Linked DNA regions of Drosophila melanogaster: region 2 is linked to region 1. Evidence: chromatin contacts called from public Hi-C data. All regions are on one chromosome and are shown on one strand. The core of a region is the stretch at or near the end of the contact, and the rest is flanking DNA. Distances in the headings are between cores, read along the strand shown. Region 1 holds the start of CG10171. Region 2 holds the start of Tgi (Tondu-domain-containing Growth Inhibitor).

Region 1 (2,915 bases), core at 127-2,626:
GGGCAATATGTTGGCCGTCGCCCTCGGCTGTAACCGCATCAAAATCTTTGACGTTTCCGGCAGCCAGCTGTTGCAGCTTTACGTGGTGCACTCGGCGCCGGTCAACGATGTGGCCTTTCATCCCAGCGGACACTTCCTGCTCTCCGGAAGTGACGACCGCACCATCCGCATCCTAGACCTGCTGGAGGGAAGACCCATCTACACTTTGACGGGCCACACTGATGCGGTGAATGCGGTGGCATTCAGTCGCGATGGCGACAAATTTGCTACCGGTGGCAGTGATCGCCAGGTGAGTTTCTGTTTCTTAATAAAGGTATGAAGATAATTTTACTCCTTGATTTCTGTTTCGCTTGCAGCTCCTGGTCTGGCAGTCGAACCTACACACCTATGATGCTTCGCAGTTTGAAGCCAAGTCTGCGCTGGCTTCCTCCAGTTGCGAAAGCAGTGGCGTTTCCTCCAAACAGAGCGAAGGCAGTTCGACATCCAAGTCCAATGACCTTAGTATCCGCATTGATCCGCGCCAATCGCTGGCCTATCAGCTCTCGGAAGAAAACTTTCAGGTGCTCGACAGTAAACATTCGACGCAGCCGGAGAAGGTGCTCGGTCACGGCATGGACTTCAAACAGCATAGCTCCAGTCCGCGCTTCTTTTAACCAACACGTTCAGTAGCCTTTGCCGCACATAACCAGCCGAACATTCCGCAGGTACTGGATGTGTCCATCGAATCTGGGTCGGACTTGTGCTCCTGTTCCGCGCGGCTGGACGAGATCAGCAAACTATTGGACTCGATCGATGAGCGTGTGCGACGATTGGAGGGCATATACTCTTTATAGCCTTCTAAGCTCCCTAAAATACAATTAAACGTAGTTAAAATTAATGTACCAATCATAATTAATAGCGATCCTTGATAATTAAATTGTGAAATTATTAAATATATCTGCTCCACTGTATGACGCATTTTATAAAAAGCAATTGAACAATTTTAGATCCATCACTATGAATTTTATTTTGCAATTTAAAATTAAAATGATTGCTGTAAATACCCTTTTTCGTTTAAATATATTTATTTTTATAAAATATTCAAAGGGGTTCCGATGGCTCATACCCCTAAAAAGAAAATGGTAAAGATCTTACTCTCTAAATATGTTTATTTAATAACAATCGTGTTCAAATTAACTTTATTTGGATATTTTGAATTCATTTAAATGCCTAAACAAGATTTTAAATACTGAGAGCACACTCGAATTTATAATATATATAAGAATAAAAGTAATAAACAATTTTTACATAGAAACAAAATTATTTTTCAAAATAATTTATTTAAAATTGAATCTTCATTTAAAAACGGAATGGGTTGAGTCTTCGTTGAACTAAAAGCCAGGTTGCCATACATTTGACACATTAACATTTGGTATTTTCAAACACTAGTCAACGGCATCACTGGCTCATATAAATAAACAAAACCCGCCGGAGAAAGTGGCGATAAACAGCGCCCATAAAACGTCAAGATGCGTGACTGGATGCCAGTGCTCTTCTGCGGACTGTCCGTGCCGATCTCGCTGTTCATGTGGCTGGGCAATGTGGCGCTGTCCAAGTTCTGGAGCAGTGACTTTGAGGGTGAGCTATATGGATTCCAGTGCGAACGTTACCTGGGGTCAACTAATGCCAAAAGGTTATCCGACAGAGTCCCGGGTGATTCCGCCGGTGCGCTGGCTCTTCTCCACACTGGCGCCCTTGGCCCTGATGACTGTGGCTCTGCGCCGGAGGAGCGTCAACCGATCTGGAGCTGCGCTGGGCATTCTGGTGGCCTTCATTCTCTCCATCGCCAGCCATCCGTTCTTCGCCAGCTTGGTGGTGTTCTTCTTCAGCTCATCGCGGGCCACCAAGTTCCGCGCGCACATGAAACGCCGTTTCGAGAGCGATTTTCGCGAGGGCGAAGGCCAACGAAACTGGATACAGGTACTCTGCAACGGAGGCATGGCCGCCCAGCTTGCATTGCTTTATCTGCTGGACTGCGGTAGTGGCGAGCGGGCGGTGGACTTCGCACGAGAATACCGATCCAGCTGGCTGGGTGTGGCCGTTATGAGTGCGTTTGCCTGTTGCAATGGCGACACCTGGTCCAGTGAACTAGGATCCGTGCTGTCGCAACGCGATCCAGTTTCTATCATCACCTGGCGCAGAGTGCCGCGCGGTACCAATGGTGGGGTTTCGTTGCTCGGCGTCGCGGTGAGTCTGCTCGGCGGTCTGCTCGTCGGCTTTGGCTATTTCGTCACCGTTCGTTACACGGTTGAGGCCAAAATGCTTCTGATTAGCCCACCACAATGGCCAATCATCGCCTTCGGTGGCATCGCTGGACTTTTTGGGTCCCTTTTGGACTCTGTCCTAGGTGGTCTGCTGCAGTTCTCGGGCATCAATGAGGAAGGCAAGATTGTGGATACACCTGGAAAGGGAGTGCGCCACGTAAGCGGACTGCGCATCCTGGACAACCATAGTGTCAACCTGATTTCCAGCATCGTCACCGGCGTCACCATTCCTCTCCTGGCCCAGAGATTCTGGCCCGTGCGCTAATGCTGTTTTGGATTAGGATTAGCTGCATTCAATAGCTAAAAATGTCAAAGGCTGCCTCACAAGATTGAATTCCGTGTTAAACATAAACCCATCCTCATAAAGCCTTTTAGACAGGTATATATGTACAATTGTTAACCATTTATAATTTCATAACGCCGGTGAAATACCCTCCATAGATATATTTTTATGAAGCTTACATATCGCCTAGCGAACTAACCAACCTATGAGACTCGATGAAAACAACGATTGGGCACCGAATAGCCAAGGCAGTTAGATTATATTTACTCTAAGGTAGCTAACCATGTTCCTTTACGGATTATGACGTTGTTGTTACTGTGACTGTTCAC
Region 2 (2,915 bases), core at 138-2,637, 99 kb before region 1:
TATAATGATGTTTTTATGTAAGCAAAAATCTTGACATCTATTAAGACTTATCAGTTTAGCAGACTTGTAGAGTTTTCCAAGTTCATTCACATTAAATCCATTCAGAAATTATTTTAAATTTGTAAAGAGCTACTACTAATTTGAATCACTGCTTTACATTCCCATGAATGTTTTAGACGCAAGATGTTCATATTACTGGGCATTTCTTTCTGTGTCTGACACATTGTTGAAATACTTTCCGAGTCTTCTTGGCTCAAAGGTGAAAGCCATAAAAGAGCTGTGTATAACCCCCACCCCCACTGCCCCGTTTGGGTTGAGTACATCAGGGCATGTTGTTGGCCAAGTTGAAATCATAAAAATTGTCGACTCTTTTTAAACGGAATTGGTTAATGGCTCCAGTTGGTGTTTTTTTGTTGGTCTGTAAGTCTGGGTCGGATCGGTTTGTTCACTTACCGCTGGGATTGTTTTGCACCATGGTCGCCGCTCTAGAGAGTACATCCAGCGCCGTTTCCATGATGATCTCAACGCTTCTACGTGGGATTGGACGTGGATTTGGAGTTGGACTTGGACTTGGTTTCGCTGCTCCTGCACCGACTCGATCTGCACCGCATGAGTTTCACACTGAAAATGCAAAGAAATTGACCATGAACAGCCGCACCACACACACTTAAGCCGCACACACATCTCTCTCGTATGTGTGCCTTACAATATATACACCGAGATATCCAAGTGAAAAACTGGATATATCGCCCGAGCCTGGCATTGGCATATATGTAAATGGAACAAAACCAAAACCAAAGCCAAAACCAAACCAAAGCGAACAAAGACTGACTGCCTGACTGGCTGACTTGAAACAAGTAAGACGAAGGCGAAATCCTGCTGCCAAACAGTTGCCATCTGATCGGAAAGCTGTGGAAGTGGATGCTGATGAGGGGACATGCACGGTGGCGGGGCGGTGAGGGGCCACGATGCACTTGGGACTGGTTTTTTTCGGAGGCCCCAAGACCAAGAGTTCGGGGGCTGCTCCGTTGAATATTTCGGCAATGACCAAAGTACAGCAGCCAGAGCCATATTGTTGCTAGCCAGTCAGCCAACCATACAGCCAGCCAGCATCCGACGTCTAGTTTCCACATTAATATACGTAAATATCAGGCCACAACAGTGGAGCCACTTTACCTTTCGCCAGGTGTGCGCCTTCAAATCCTCGCTGGAATCCTGCTCCTCAGCTGTACGGCGATTTATCCTCGCTAATTTTCACCGACTTTTCACGATTTGCGCTGGGAAAAGCGGGGGTTCGATGATTTTTGGTATAATTGCAATAATAGTTCAGTTCGCGTTAGAGCTGGAAGATACGTCGATGTAACATCGATGGCCAAAGTCATCAGTCTGTATTCACATCGATATTTGCTCAGCCTTACCAACACTAATATTGTTCAGCGGTGACTTAAGCCCACATATAACATTAGCGTTGACTCGAACCATTTTTAGAAAACTTAATGTACAAACAATGTAAACATACCTAACAACCTAAAACATATTATTTGTCAATAGTATTTGCAAAGTATATTATAAGCAAATATAAAGGTTATGATATGAATAAACACCATATACCAGTTTTTTCCATTGGATAGAGATACAAAAAAGTTGAATAAAATATAAAAACGAAAAATGTTCGTATGTGTGATTATTAAAAAAGAAGATAATGCTTATATATATAGTTGAAACTTTACGACTAACACCTATAAGAAAAACGATAAAGTAAATCAAAGCCTATTAGACGAGGTACACGTTACTAGATACGTTCTAAAACCTCTGTTATTTAATTTCAATTTTACAAGTAAAAACCATCGATAGCGGCACAGTGGCAACATTGAAAGTATCGATTAGACATCGCCTGTTGTCCCAGCTCTAGTTTGTTGTTGCAAAAAAAGTGTGTGGGTCGCCGCCAGCGATCGAATATTTTAAAATTCCAATCAAATTGGTTAATTGGGGAGTTGCAATTGCTTGAGCGTTAAGTTAAACCTATTTCTGCACGCATAACTCGAAGGATTAAGGTGGAAAAGTGGAATTTGGAAAGCCGCTGGAAATTCGCACATACTGGAAAATCAATCACCCACTATCCCATTGTTCTGCTTGTGTTTGTGTACGTCTGTGTGCCTTTGTGAGGCGGCTGCACTTAATTAAAATTTAAGACAAGACAACCCAAGCAAATTTGGAGTCTTCGCGAGGCGTTGGCTTTCACTTGACGAAGAGGGCACCCCGATAAGGCGACCCAGTGAAAGCTGGCCAAGATCTCGCTGCTCAAGGTCGTTGTCAGTCTGGAATTATGGCCGTCAGCTTCGAGAAGAATCGGGCGCAAATAGTGGCCGCCTGGAAGGATGTGCTGGACGATAAGAGCGACACGAACTGGTCCCTCTTTGGCTACGAGGGTCAGACCAACGAGCTGAAGGTGGTGGCCACCGGCGATGGCGGCGTGGATGAGCTAAACGAAGACCTAAATAGCGGCAAGATTATGTACGCCTTCGTCCGAATCGAAGACCCCAAAACGGGCCTCAACAAGTACTTGCTCATCAACTGGCAGGTGAGTCCGACGGCGCCCTTATCTAATCGAGCTACGCATAATCTGACTGTGCTCCCATTCAGGGCGAGGGCGCACCTGTTCTACGCAAGGGTACCTGCGCCAACCACATACGTGATGTGAGTAATTTGCTGTCCGGCGCTCACCTTACCATCAATGCCCGGAACGAGGACGATATTGACTTGGATCGGCTTCTCAAGAAGCTGAGCACCGTGAGCTCAGCCTACAGCTTTAAGGAACCTCGAGGCGCCATGGAGGAGCAGAAGGCGCCGGTGGGAACCAACTATACTCGGGTCATTCCCACCAAGGAGTTAAACGCCAGCGTTATGCAGGACTT

The links. Hi-C and Micro-C count contacts between places; a contact is called where the count stands out from the background.
Region 2: a contact with region 1 is called in a Hi-C map of the Kc167 cell line, with 2.5 times the contacts expected there. A contact is called at or near these places in 8 of 107 Hi-C or Micro-C datasets (the D17-c3 cell line, the Kc167 cell line, the ML-DmBG3-c2 cell line and 4 more).

The regions. Positions count from the first base shown.
Region 1 is chr3L:13,386,368-13,389,282 of dm6, reverse strand. CG10171 reads left to right here and starts at 1,376. Exons shown (of 3, transcript NM_168542.3): 1 at 1,376-1,617; 2 at 1,673-2,682; 3 at 2,745-2,915. The coding sequence starts at 1,509. The coding sequence ends at 2,568. It overlaps Poc1 (Proteome of centrioles 1), which reads left to right. Exons shown (of 2, transcript NM_140383.2): 1 at 1-289; 2 at 357-984. The coding sequence ends at 653.
Region 2 is chr3L:13,485,269-13,488,183 of dm6, reverse strand. Tgi (Tondu-domain-containing Growth Inhibitor) reads right to left here and starts at 1,387. Exons shown (of 4, transcript NM_140401.2): 1 at 1,177-1,387; 2 at 454-621. The coding sequence starts at 514. Abp1 (Actin binding protein 1) reads left to right here and starts at 1,904. Exons shown (of 5, transcript NM_140400.2): 1 at 1,904-2,581; 2 at 2,644-2,915. The coding sequence starts at 2,327.